Regions from separate parts of the Zea mays genome. Here region 1 is linked to region 2. A link is a contact called in public Hi-C data. All regions are on one chromosome and are shown on one strand. The core of a region is the stretch at or near the end of the contact, and the rest is flanking DNA. Distances in the headings are between cores, read along the strand shown.

Region 1 (7,251 bases), core at 3,774-6,273, 270 kb before region 2:
GGTGTTGGCCATGCAGGAAGAGCTCAACAACTTCAAGCGAAATGAAGTTTGGACACTGGTGCCACGTCCCAAGCAAAATGTTGTGGGAACCAAGTGGGTGTTCCGCAAAAACAGGACGAGCATGGGGTGGAGACAAGGAACAAGGCTCGACTTGTGGCAAAAGGTTATGCCCAAGTCGCAGGTTTGGACTTTGAGGAGACTTTTGCTCCTGTGGCTAGGCTAGAGTCTATTCGCATTTTGTTAGCCTATGTCGCTCACCATTCTTTCAGGTTGTTCCAAATGGATGTGAAGAGCGCTTTCCTCAACGGGTCAATCAAGGAGGAGGTGTACGTAGAGTAACCCCCTGGCTTTGAGGATGAACGGTACCCCGACCACGTGTGTAAGCTCTCTAAGGCACTCTATGGACTTAAGCAAGCCCCAAGAGCATGGTATGAATGCCTTAGAGACTTTCTAATTGCTAATGCTTTCAAGGTTGGGAAAGCCGATCCAACTTTATTCACTAAGACTTGTGATGGTGACTTATTTGTGTGCCAAATTTATGTCGATGACATAATATTTGGTTCTACTAACCAAAAGCCTTGTGAAGAGTTTAGCAGGGTGATGACTCAAAAGTTTGAGATGTCGATGATGGGCGAGTTGAACTACTTCCTTGGGTTCCAAGTGAAGCAACTCAAGGATGGCACCTTCATCTCTCAAACGAAGTACATGTAAGACTTGCTCAAGCAGTTTGGGATGAAGGATGCCAAGCCCGCAAAGACTCCAATGGGAACCGACGGACATGTCGACCTCAACAAAGGAGGTAAGTCCGTTGATCAAAAGGCATACCGGTCTATGATAGGGTCTTTACTTTATTTATGTGCTAGTAGACCGGATATTATGCTAAGCGTATGCATGTGTGCTAGATTTCAATCCGACCCAAGGGAGTGTCACCTTGTGGCCGTTAAGCGAATTCTTAGATATTTAGTTGCTACGCCTTGCTTCGGGATCTGGTATCCAAAGGGGTCTACCTTTGACTTGATTAGATACTCAGACTCCGACTATGCTGGATGTAAGGTCGATAGGAAGAGTACATCAGGGACGTGCCAATTCCTAGGAAGGTCCCTGGTGTCCTGGAGTTCTAAGAAACAAACTTCTGTTGCCCTATCCACCGCTGAGGCCGAGTATGTTGCCGCAGGACAGTGTTGCGCGCAACTACTTTGGATGAGGCAAACCCTCCGGGACTTTGGCTACAATCTGAGCAAAGTCCCACTCCTATGTGACAATGAGAGTGCTATCTGCATGGCGGACAATCCTGTTGAACACAGCCGCACAAAGCACATAGACATCCGGCATCACTTTTTGAGAGACCACCAACAAAAGGGAGATATCGAAGTGTTTTATGTTAGCACCAAGAACCAGCTAGCCGATATCTTTACCAAGCCTCTAGATGAGAAGACCTTTTGCAGGCTGCGTAGTGAGCTAAATGTCTTAGATTCGCGTAACTTAGATTGATCTATAGCATACATGTGTTTTATGCCTTTGATCATGTTCCTTTATGCATGTTATTGCTTATTTATGGTGCTCAAGTTGTGCAAGGGATCCCCGGACCTCACAAGTCCATATGTGAATGTTGCACATATTTAGGGGGAGAAATGCTACAACTTGACCCTTTGAGACTAACCGTGTGCTTGAGTTTTCTTAACCTGGTCTCAAAGGATGATTGAAAGGGAAAAGGTGAACTTGGACCATGCAAGACTTCCACTGCACTCCGATGAGAGGGTAATTTACTCCAAGTTCATCTCCATGCTCTTATTGCCTTTTTACTCTTAATTGAAGATTTTGGTGAGGCAATGAGGTTTAAGGGCCAAAAATGATCCCGTTTTGGTGCTTAATGCCAAAGGGGGAGAAATTAAGGCCAAAGCAAGAAATGGATCGGCTACCACTTGAGAATTTTGAAAATAGTAGAGTTAGAGTTTTTGTTTTGGCAAGATACTCTTATTGTCTCTTATTGTCAAAAGTTGGTCTCTTGTGGGGGGAATGTTTGATTATGGGAAAAAGGGGGAGTTTTTGAATCTTTGATCAATTTCTCTTGGAATACCTCTCTCTATGCCTCAACAAGTGAATTTGACTTAGAGATAAGAAATTGAGTTTGATTTGCAAAAACAAACCAAGTGGTGGCAAAGAATGATCCAATTATGCTAAATTTGAATCAAAAACAAATTTTTGTTCTCATTTGCATTGATGTTGCACTTCTTTAGTTGCCTTTTGTTGTGTTGGCATAAATCACCAGAAAGGGGGAGATTGAAAGGGAAATGTGCCCTTGGGCCGTTTCTATAAGATTTTGGTGATTAAGTGATCCACACAAATGCTTTGAGTGATATTTGTGCCAAAGACTCAAGAAGTGCAAATCAAGATTAAAGGTATGTTTCTAGACTTAGTACATTGTTTTGAAGACTAATGTATTATGTCTAAGTGCTAGAAACAGGAGAAATCGTTTTGGAGAAAAGTTGGCTATGTACAGCCAAAAGGCTGCTCAGTCTGGGTGCACCGGACTGTCCGGTGGTGCACCGGACAGTGTCCGGTGTGCTAGGACCAGACCCGATGAACAGCCTACTCTCGGGTCTCGACGACGGCGTACGGCTATAAATCACCGGACTGTCCGGTGGTGCACCGGACTGTCCGGTGAGTCGTCTGCGGCGAAGTCGCCGCTCTTGAGAAACAGTCAACAGCGTACGGCTAAAATTCACCGGACTGTCCGGTGAGCCAACGGTCGACTGCGCCAACGGTCGACCGCACAATCCGCGCGTGACGCGTGGCCGAGCCAACGGTCGGACGGGGGCACCGGGCGGTGTCCGGTGCGCCAACGGCTCCAAATCTTCAACGGTCGGCTGCGCCAATTTAGGAAAGCAATCTGCACCGGACAGTGAACAGTGGATGTCCGGTGGTACACCGGACTGTCCGGTGCGCCACCCGACAGAAGGCAAGAATTGCCTTCCTGGATTGCTTCCAACGACTCCTAGCTGCCTTGGGGCTATAAAAGGGACCCCTAGGCGCATGGAGGAGCACACCAAGCATACTTTGAGCAATCTTAATCTCTCACACTCCGTCTTTACGCACTCAATTGATATTCTCAGTGATTTGAGCTCTGTTCTAGTGGTGAACTTGTTGCGATTCATTCGAGCTCAATTCTTAGCTGTGTGTGCGCGTATTGCTGTGGATTTGTGTGTGTTGCTTACCTCCCTTACTCTAGTGCTTTCACTTTGATCCTCATTGTAAGGGCGAGAGACTCCAAGTTGTGGAGATTCCTTGCAAACGGGAAAGAGTAAAGAAAGAAGAACAACGTGGTATTCAAGTTGATCATTGGATCACTTGAAAGGAGATGAGTGCAACCCTCGTCCATTGGGACGCCACAACATGGAGGTAGACAAGTGTTGTACTTGTCGAACCACGGGATAACTCGCGTGTCTCTTGTGATTGCTTTTTGTATGATTGTTGTGATTCGCAAGAGCTCGCTTTATAGTCACTTCGTATTATCTCTCTAACACTTAACCAAGTTTTGTGGCTATAAGTTTTAAGTTTTTATAGGATCACCTATTCACCCCCTCTAGGTGCTCTCACTCACAAGCCTGAACGAATCCGAACCGAGCCGTATTTTTCAACTCACAATGCGACTGAGCCAAGCCAAGCTCAGCTCGCCACGTTTTCGGCCCTAATAAGTTATACTGAGAAAGCCACAACTACAACATCTAATATATTTGAACAGCTATTGTTGTATTTCTAACTATCATTCAGTGCGTGGGTTTGTGCGGAATTATATGAGGTTTATTTTTTTATCTCACATTTTCTTCTTAATATAATAATACATAGTTCTCCTGCATTTTTGAAAAAAAAATCTTTAAACAGCTAAACATCCTGACTCGTGCTTAAAAGAGCAAGGAGACGAAGGAAATTGATCAGGTAGTTCTTTTCTTAATTTCTATCCTTTACGTGATTTTTTAGTATTTTTGTGACTAAAGAATTTAAATAAAAGTAGTGTTATCGGGCACTAGCAATAGACAGAGCGGGAGGAATCGTAATTCGTAAACAATAAACACAACACAAAAATATCCCCTCTGGTTTTGAATAAACGATTAAATTTAGAGTATTCTTATGTTATTTTAAAAAAAAAATAACGAAACTTATAGAAAAAAAACTATAATAATTATACCATAAACTTATTAGATTTCAATCTTACTATGAAAAAGTTGGATACTTATGCTATTTGCATGGACCACTTTATTATTATTTTGTTTAAGAAAAGAGGGGAAAATGTTTGGTCCGCTACTCGGCTCGCCTAGTCTTGTCTGCATGTTCGTCCACCAGTTTTATTATGCAACCGTCGTGAGTGGTGACTATAAATGACCAATAAGCACGAGGCCTGCGAGCCCAACACAAAGCTCGCTTTTTGGGTCTAGACCGGTCCGGCACAAATAAACGGGTTATGCTTGACAAAAAATTAGGCATGGCGAGCTAGCCCAGCATGGGTCGTTTGCCTCTAAATCCGTTAAGCCCGTTTTTTTACACTAAAACGTGTTTACCGATCGGCTTAGCCCGCTTTTCAACCCACTTTTTACCGTTCTATTTAGACCCGCTGCGGGTCGAACTCGGACAGAAAATTGATCTCATGAGTTTAGCCGGTCTGACTCGGTTTTCTAACGGTGTCTGGCGGGCCGAGCGGCCCTTTTGGCCATCTCAGTCGTGACCCAGAGTTCCTGTTGCGTTCGTTGGCAGCGCCGGTTGTCGGCAGAGGCCGCCGTGGATGACCCCGTGATGACGCAAACCGGCGACGGCCAGTTTCCACCACCGCCTCGGCGCCAGGCAGCTTACACGAGGGCTCCACACCACCGCCCTCGCTGACACGGCCACCTGCCACGGCCACGGGCCACCACACGCCTCACCTGAACAACTTCCCCAAAATATCCCGGCCTCTCTTCGCCCCCAAGCAAACCCCTCCGCCTCCCGGCGCCCGCATCGCCTCTCGCCTGCGCTGCGCTTTCCTTCCCCCAAGATATTTTCCGGCCGCTCTACCCTGTAGCTGTAGCGCGTGCGCGCACCGCCTTGCCCTGCGGTCCGCAGCCACGAGACTGCCCTGCCCCGCCGCCAAGTGGCCAGAATCCCGCCGCGGGGCCCGCCGCGATCGCCCACCAAAACCACCCTCGGGCTCGGGTATACTACACAGATACATGGCCGGCCATCTCTGAGCCGGTCTCCCGGCAGCAGCAGTCCCTCGGGTTGTCCACGCGGAGCGCCAGCCGATGGCCGGCCACAGTATGTCGGTTCACCCGAAGCCTATAAATTCCTCGCCGCCCCGCCTCTCGCCGCCCCGCCTCTCGCCGCCCATTTCCCTCCGCCGCCTCCTAATCCTCAACACCCGCGCCCCCAACCGCGCCCGTCGTATGCCACCATGCACCGCGCCCGCCCCACCGCGCACGCTAATGACCCCGATGCTCCGTACGCCGCCGCCGTCGCGATGCTGCTGGAGCCCAAACTCGAGGACGAGGAGTTGCCGCTGCAGCAGCTGGCGTCCCCGGGCCCCTTCGTGTCCCTGGACCAGCTGATGCCGGCGGTGGCCGTGCCGGCCGAACCGCGCCCGCTGGAGGCGCTGCTGCAAGGCCCGCAGCTGCCGCCCTTCCTGTCCAAGACGTACGACCTGGTGAACGAGCCGGCGCTGGACGGGGTCATCTCCTGGGGCGCTGCCGGGAACAGCTTCGTCGTGTGGGACCCCTCCACCTTCGCGCGCGACGTGCTGCCGCACAACTTCAAGCACAACAATTTCTCCAGCTTCGTCAGGCAGCTCAACACCTATGTGCGTACACACAACTCTTCCGTTCCTCTGTTTCCCCTCACAAATCACAATCCGTCGCTCTGTTGTTGGAATGCTCTGCTTCGGCTCATGCCCCCCCCCCCCCCCCCCCCCCCCCCTGACCCCTGTTATGCTATTGATCATCTTGGGTACCGTACGCCTAAGTAAAAATTCCGCTGACGTGTAGAGTGCCTATGGAGATATTGCTGCGGATTTGTTTCTCTTTTGGTTGTTAATTGGTGTTGTATCGTGTGAGTCATGTATAAAACTGCCCTGTAAATGGAGTGTGTACTCTGTTCTTGCTTTCTTCCTTGAGCTGAACCGCGTCATGTAACACGCATCAAAACTGGCCGCACCAAATTATAAATTGGATTAGGATTGAGGCAATCCTGAGGAGTAGATCCTGTGATGGGCAAAGGCTAATCCGTTTCACGGGACGCGACGCTATGCAAGGTAAGCTTCACGATCCACATGTGCATACGCACCTCTGTTGCAATTCGATTCTTTCTTCTTGGAGTGTACAGCAGTAGGGCTAGCTGCACATTCGTTCTCATTTCCCGGTCAAGTGCTGCATAATGTTTTGTTGGTTGTTTGCTGCATTGTGTGGCTATGCATTTTCGGCTAAACACTCTGCCCCAGTCTTCCCAGGATTGGGCGATTGGCATAGTGCTCGTCTACCTCTTACAGCTTACCTTTTCTCCATGTTTGCTGTACTTTCTTGAAGCATGTGCCTCTTGCTTCGATACTCTGAAATTAGTTTCCTGATTGTCAATGATGAGGTTGGGAGATCTTAGTGCTGATTCTTGATAGATGTTTAGTTCTTGGGTAGTGATAATTGGTAGCTAGTTACTTGGTGTAGGTTTAGGTGGAGATCTCATTATGAATGAGGCTTTAGCTTATTACTGCATCAAATGGAATTCATCGCATGTTTACATTCGTTTGAACAGTTCTAGCGTAGCTAATTGTTTTCTTTAAGAAAAAAAATTGGATCTGTTTTGTTGTTTTCTGGTAGTTATAACTCTGTCTACCTTGTTTAATGTACTCAGGGTTTCCGCAAGGTTCATGCTGACAGATGGGAGTTTGCTCACGAAGATTTCCTGCGAGATAGCAAGCATCTATTGAAGAGGATTGTCAGGCGCAGGTCCTCCCCAACAAAACAAAGCAGCGTTCAGCCTGGCTCTTCTTCTGGAGAGTCCAGCTTGGACCCTGAGCTCCACACGCTGAGGAGAGAGAAGAACGCGCTGCTTGAAGAAGTAGCAAGGTTGAAACAGGAACACCGCCAGACAATTGAGCAAATGAGCACGCTGAATCACAGGCTGGAATCTGCAGAGGACCGGCAGAGGCAGATGGTCTCTTTCCTGGCCAAGCTCCTTCAGAACCCGAGTTTCGTGAGGAAGCTGAAGCTGCACAGGGAGAAGAAGGAGATCGAC
Region 2 (6,726 bases), core at 488-2,987:
GCATACAGATGCCAGGTTACCATTATGAAAACTTCCATAAGATGCCGTCAATTGAATGAAGTAATGTAAAATCCAATGAACCCCAGGTCTGTTTTTCTTGGTCCATAACAACATGCATTACAAGTTTACAACATAAGCTCGGCCACAAACTGCACAAGCAAGAAATGATAAATTTGTCAGCATTCTTAGGATAAACACTGCATAAAGGTGGGCAATCGCAAACAGAATAATAATGTAAGTTCAGATGAAGCAATCACGACATATACCCACTGAATCATTCGCAGAGCACCTGTTCAACACGTTTAGAGATTGTCCTCTTGGATCCAGAGCATCCATGATATATCCAGTGCACACCAGATAGACATAAATTAAAGTGCATTCACTTGGAGAGTTCAAATTCATCTCCTCCCACCACACATCCCTCATGCTGCCTGCTAAAAGAACCATGTCTTTCTCTACCCCTCGTCCTTGGTGGCAATGCTGCCCTCAACAAAGTGGAGTACTCTTCCCTGATAGCAACAAGCGGATGTGCATGCTTCTCAAGCAGCTGGCTTCCACCGCCGTAAGCTTCTCTAAGAACAACCATCTGAGTGCCACAAACCCTGGACAGGTAAAAAATGCCAGGGTGGCGTTCGAACACCTTGGTGAACTTCTGCGGCATGCCAAGCAGCTTCCTCATATTGCTCACATTCTGGCGCTCCGTTCTCTTCGCCACAGTGAGGTGCAGCAGCTCATGGAACACTCCCACATTCCGCTTCTCCGACACGTCTGTGCGGCGGTCGAGGCCTGAAGCGTCAGCGTATGGGCTGGTGTATGGCAGCGCCTGCCACTCCCGTAGCCAGGACATGCACTTGCTTCTCAGACCATAACCCCTAGTGAAGCTCACCGGGAAGGGGATGCAGGTGGTATCGCCTCCGTCAGCGCTCTTCTCAAGCTCGGAGACGGCGAGAAGATCGTCCCAGGAGAGGAGGCGGAGCCAGACGCGCTCGTCGCCCTCCGGCTGCTCAAGGGCGAAGTGGTCAGGGTAGCGGGGGAGGATGGAGTCCTGGTAATCGCTGGGCAGGCCAAGGTCCCAGCGGAGAAGGTCGACGGTGTGGAGCGGGAGCGAACGGGGGAGAGTGAGCATGAGGAGACGGCGGAGGCGGGCGACGAGGTCGCCCTCGGTGGCGAAGAGACAATCTACCTCCCGCTGCCGCAGGACGAACGCCATGTCTGTCGGCGACACGCCGCCGCGGGACAACGTGAACATGGTATGGTATCTCCTGAGGAACTCGAGCAAAGAGTGTGCGGAACCACATATCCTTCGAGCGGACTTTTCAGCGAGGAGGTCCGACCGCGAGACGCGGTGGCCGGGCCGGGAGAACACGAGGTCGAGCAGGTGGTGGGCGGTGCGGAGGTGCCGCTCCCGCGACACTGCAGCGTCGAGGGCCCGGTCCTTGACCCACTTCACCTTCACGTTCACCAACGTCGCGCGCTGCTCCGCCGCAAACAACGGCGTCCCTGACGGCGCCGCGTTCCACCAGCCCCTCCTCGTCGCTGAGCGCAGCCATCGCCACGCCATGGGAAAGCGCCGGCGAGACGCGCTGCCCAGGTGCTCGTTTAGTTGGGCCTAATGAAATGAAATGAAATGTTGGGCCGGCCGTACGAGGAGGCCCGCCGAGGTTAAGCGAAGATACCGAGGGGATAATAAAGCGTGGCCGCCGAGAGAGCGAGAAACGCGAGGTCACGAGATATGGCGGACGGCAAGCGAGGGGAGGATTCGGCCGTGGCGTTGAAGACCTCGCCGTCGTCGGCGGTGATGGCTGGGGGTTTACGCGGCGTGAGCAACCCTCTGGAGGAGTGGAGCGGGCGCGTGAAGGCGATTGAGGCCGGGTTCCGCGCGTGGATGGCGAAGCAACCCATCCAAATCGAGGCCGCGGTGACCACGGCCGTGGGGGCGGTGCAGGGCGGGGCTCTGGGTGGGCTCATGGGCTCGCTCACAGCTGACGGCGGGTCGCCGTTCCCCATCCCGCAGCCGCCGCCCAACGCCAACCCAGAGGCCATGGCGTCGTTCAAGCAGGCCCAGGTTGTCAACCAATCTCGTCTTGGGTGATTTACGTAGCTTATATGTGTAAAATTCGTCTTTTGCTCCGAAATTGCAATTACAGATGATTAATCCAATCCATTTAGAGTGTTTGTCCGCGGAAGGAAGCAATTCACCATTAGTTTCTCTAGCCTGTTCCACGATTTGACGGTAATCGTAGCATGAAGGTTATTATTAATTACAATGACTCGTATAGGGTGAGTTCTGTCTGCAATTTACTGTGTTTAGATATGGGGTAATCGCTGGTGTGAGTCTGGGACAACATTGTATGTAATTGAATGTAACCAATAATCATATGGTTAAGAGAAAACTAGCAATTGACTATGAATTGCATAAAGCAATATACTATTTGGATCATCCATTGTGTTCAATAACTACTCCCAAAACAAATTTGAGGAAATGCTCACTTATTTGTAAGCTGTAACCATCACTCCTGTGCCTTATAGTGATATTTTTGTTCAATTATTTTGCATATCGATGCTAACAGGGTGATTTGTAGGCTTTAGCTGGTGGACCTTTGGTGCAAGCCCGGAACTTTGCAGTCATGACCGGTGCAAACGCAGGCATATCTTGTGTCATGAGAAGGATACGAGGGAAAGAGGATATCCAGGGCAGGTGGGGGTTCATAATTTTATTTTATCTTCCATACATTTCAGGGAGCGTTCACAGTTCACTAAAGTACTCAATGTGTTTGATTTAATCTCACTAATGTCAAGATGTGCACATCTTAATACCTTCATATATCTGAATCAAAGCTGGTAATTCTTATATTTCTTTTGCGTATTTGGTGCAAAAATGGTATCTTGATTCAATATGTTATTTGTAGTTAATCCTTGGCTTAAAAAAATCCTAGTTTATTAATTAGAGTGTTCCTTTATGTTTGATAATGTCATGTTTGTATAGCATGGCAGCTGCTTTCGGTTCTGGTGCTCTTTTCTCCATAGTGAGCGGAATGGGAACTCCTAATCCAGTAGCAAATGCAGTTACAACTGGTGTTGCTTTTGCAGTATTTCAAGGTGGCTTTTTCATGGTAAGCACCTTGCTATCTTTGTCAATTAATTAAATATGGAGTCACTTTACTGCTATAGTTCATTGGTATGAATATTTTATATGTATATTGTATTGCCTAGTTCATTGCCATTTCCTCTTTAAGAGAGATTGAGCTCGAGACAGGAATGTTGTCATATCTGTGGAAAGTATGTATTGGACATTTAGTTTTTCTATTAAATTGTTGTACATCAGCCAATTCAAGTTTTCCCCTTGCTTTCTAGTTTGGCCTAGCAACATACCATGCTTGTATGAAATTGTGGAACCTAAAATCTGCACAAGGGGCTCACACATTACTGTATTTTGTTTATTTTTTACAAGCTTTGCCATGAAATATGCTACATGAACATAGGCATCAGAATTCAGACATATGCGCAAACTACCTATAGGCCTGCAGTTCTGTGAAAGCAAATTGAAAACATAAATCACTGTTTTAAAGGCGTTGCCTAGGCGCCCAAGCGGTGGTCCAATGCCTAGGCGCCTTGCTCGCCTACCTCGCCTATGCATCTAGGCGGCAGTCCAATGCCTTGGCTCGCCATACCGCTTTAAAAACCATGCAAATAAGAATAACACGCACCCATGACGATGACTGCTCCTTGGCCTTGTGGTTGCACAATCAACGACACCTCATTATCCTCGGGCGAGCTTTCCCCGAGGCTTTGTCCATCGCCACAGTGAGGACTGCCATAGGTGCAGGGACTACAGGCAGTGTAGTGGTCAGCCCATCGATTTGCTTCTAGTGTCTGTCAGGGAATCATGTGGGTTGCAGATGCGTTGTTAATAGGTTGAATCCATGGTCTGGTAAACAGTTGGTTTTGGATTAGGGTGAGGCACACTTGCGGTTTGTAGTGGTTTGAATGGTGCAGGCGCGAAAGGGCCTCTTGCTGAGTTGGTCACCCCTCAGGTCCTGAGTTTGACTCCCCGTAGGAGTGAATTTTAGTTTAGGGGTAAAAAAATCCTCTTATCTGTCCCACGCCAAAGCACAGATCTAAGGCCTGGTCTCCGGTCCCTGGTCATTCTCACAGGGATATGGTGCCGTTGTGTATGGGTGGAGCAAGGGTTTGGAGGTTTTCTCGATCTACACGAGATCTTCTTCTTAATATAATACTCGGGGGTTGTCTTACTCTCACCCCCCGCAGGTCGAGTTTATTTGGATGGTGCAGTTGCAGGAATAGTTGGTGGGGGTTAAAAATGTGCGTTGATTGGTCTGGATTTAGATTGGATCTTGGACCATTAGCGGGTTTAGATGGAATTCATGAAATGGATTTAGGGAGTATTATTTATAATATTCTGATGAAATAATTATGGTTTAGTAGAATGAATGCTCCTTTCTGCTAAGTTTTGTTTGCTTGCAAAATTATTTGAACAAGTTTCTGGAATCTAACCTATATTTTGGCAGTGCTATATATATATATTTTTTTTTGTTGAAATCACTACTTGAATGATCTTATCACAAAGAACAACCGACTATTTGCTAATCAGTACTGTTATGTGATATACTTATTCTCCATTTGGAATCTACTGGATGTAGATCGGGCAGAAATTCTCAAAGCCACCAAGTGAAGATACATACTACTCTCGGACAAGAAGCATGCTGCACAAACTGGGTCTTGAAAAGTATGAGAAGAATTTCAAGAGGGGTCTCCTCAATGATCAAACGTTACCACTCCTTACGGACAGGTAAACAGTTCTTCTCCTTAGTCTTATAGACTGACAAGAGACAAGGATGAGAAACATTTGTTGGGTATATATTGATATATCCTTTTCTGTTGCACCAGTGCTCTGAGAGATGTGAAGATTCCTCCTGGACCCAGACTTCTCATACTCGACCAAATTAAAAGGTTTGGATCGTTGCACTAGCCTTCCATGTTTCCATCTCTTACTTTTCCTTGACCTGATCTAGTTATGTTTGGATTTGTTAGGGACCCCGAGCTGGTTCAAGCAAAGTAGCAGTCACAATTGTCGACAGCTGGTTCTTTCTGGGTTGCATAGGGTTTGAAAGCGATGCCGTCTCTAGTTTCTTAATAAACTTTCTAGGCAAGCAAGCAAGAATTTAGTTGTGCTGTAGTTAATTGTTTTTTGGCCGATCAGTTTGCATCGATCCTATTAAATTCTGAACAACAGGTATTTATACGCATCTTATTCAAATTTAAACTGGCATTCTCTACATTATGCAAATATGTTGGAAACAAGGTTGATGGATTAATTTGGCGTGACCGGCTGTCGTGTATACTTGAGTGAATCAACGAGGAAATAAATATTGCTTTCTAGAGGCTAACAAGTTCCGACAAGATGACTAGGCCTGTTTAGAAGCAACCAGTTTTTAAGAAACTGGTTTATAGAAACTAAACGGTGTGCTTCCTGGCCCTGTATAGTACTCCCTCCGTTTTTTTAGGGACAAATATTCGAAAACAGAGCTAGTATACAGCAGCTTCAGTGTGTCAGGCGAGTTCGAACAGCCTGACTGGAGGTGAGCTAGAACCGGTCACCTGGTGGGTGTGGCCGTGGCCGTGGCCGTGCTTCTGATTTCTAAAGAGGGGACTGTTTTAAGATGAAGCAGCGGTGCAGGTTGATGAAACTACTGAAATTCATGGTGTTTTAAGATGAAGCAGCGGTGCAGGTTGATGGAACTTCTGAAATTCATGTACGGCGTAGTAGTGAGATCTACCACGCTGCCAAACAAATGACGCCAGTTTGTAAGCCAAGAAAGCTTTTAATTAATTTAGGGCTCTAAATGTTAAGCCACGACAGTTCGTAGAAGGAATCACAGTGCAATTTTCTCTTCAAATGGAAATTTGGCGAGGCACCACCACCCCGGATATTAAAAATCTTCTCGGCAAACTTCACAGCTAAGAGAGCAAGCAACCGACTAGCGTAGATAGCGTTGGAATGATATACATAGTCAGTTCTATGGTAACAGAACAATGAACAATAGTGATGAACATTAATTTCTGGCAACCGGAGGCATAGACTGTATAAGGGTATGACTAGCAGATCGTTTATATGGCTGCACAGCTATAGACTATATTGAAGTTTAAAATAAGAGATAAATGGGTAAGCCGATGAACAATAGTGATGAACAGTAATTTCTGGCGACCGGAGAGGCATAGACTGTATAAGGGTATCGTTTATATGGCTGCACAGCTATAGACTATATTGAAGTTTAAAATAAGAGATAAATGGGTAAGCCGATGAAGATAGTTTAATGATGATATATATGGCCAGTTGAATCAGAAACAATTCAACAATATACATACAGCTGGATGAAAATTTCAAATAACTCCAATGACTGACCAGATTCCCCTATCTGGATCATCTGGTTGATATATATACATAATGAAATACTACTCTATATATCTACGTAACAAAGAATTAATAATCTCTATCTTGAAAGAATAAAAGATTTAGATCCCTAATCTACTACACTGGAAAAGGTCCAACACAGCTTCAGATTGCCCGTGTTGGGTCAGAGACCTGGACGATCTGTTGGTCCAGATGGCCCATGCATGGCTTCCCCTCTGCATCGATGTCCATCAGTATCGTGTCACCGGGCTTGAACTCGCCAAAAAGAATCGCTTCGCTGATGACATCCTCGA

Evidence for each region. Hi-C and Micro-C count contacts between places; a contact is called where the count stands out from the background.
Region 1: a Hi-C map of ear shows a contact between it and region 2, with 2.6 times the contacts expected there. The contact joins the promoter of LOC100281577 here to the promoter of LOC100193860 in region 2. A contact is called at or near these places in 2 of 25 Hi-C or Micro-C datasets (ear and tassel).

What each region holds. Positions count from the first base shown.
Region 1 is chr5:171,521,283-171,528,533 of Zm-B73-REFERENCE-NAM-5.0, reverse strand. It overlaps LOC100281577, which reads left to right and starts at 5,023. Exons shown (of 2, transcript NM_001368321.1): 1 at 5,023-5,824; 2 at 6,868-7,251. The coding sequence starts at 5,423.
Region 2 is chr5:171,247,650-171,254,375 of Zm-B73-REFERENCE-NAM-5.0, reverse strand. LOC100193860 reads left to right here and starts at 1,737. Exons shown (of 6, transcript NM_001138940.1): 1 at 1,737-2,065; 2 at 2,583-2,698; 3 at 2,987-3,113; 4 at 4,662-4,810; 5 at 4,909-4,971; 6 at 5,053-5,281. The coding sequence starts at 1,799. The coding sequence ends at 5,080. LOC100276565 reads right to left here and starts at 2,061. Exons shown (of 2, transcript XM_008683418.3): 1 at 290-2,061; 2 at 1-149. The coding sequence starts at 1,561. The coding sequence ends at 380. It overlaps LOC100383653 (Chaperone protein ClpD chloroplastic), which reads right to left. Exons shown (of 12, transcript XM_008645873.4): 12 at 6,315-6,726. The coding sequence ends at 6,578.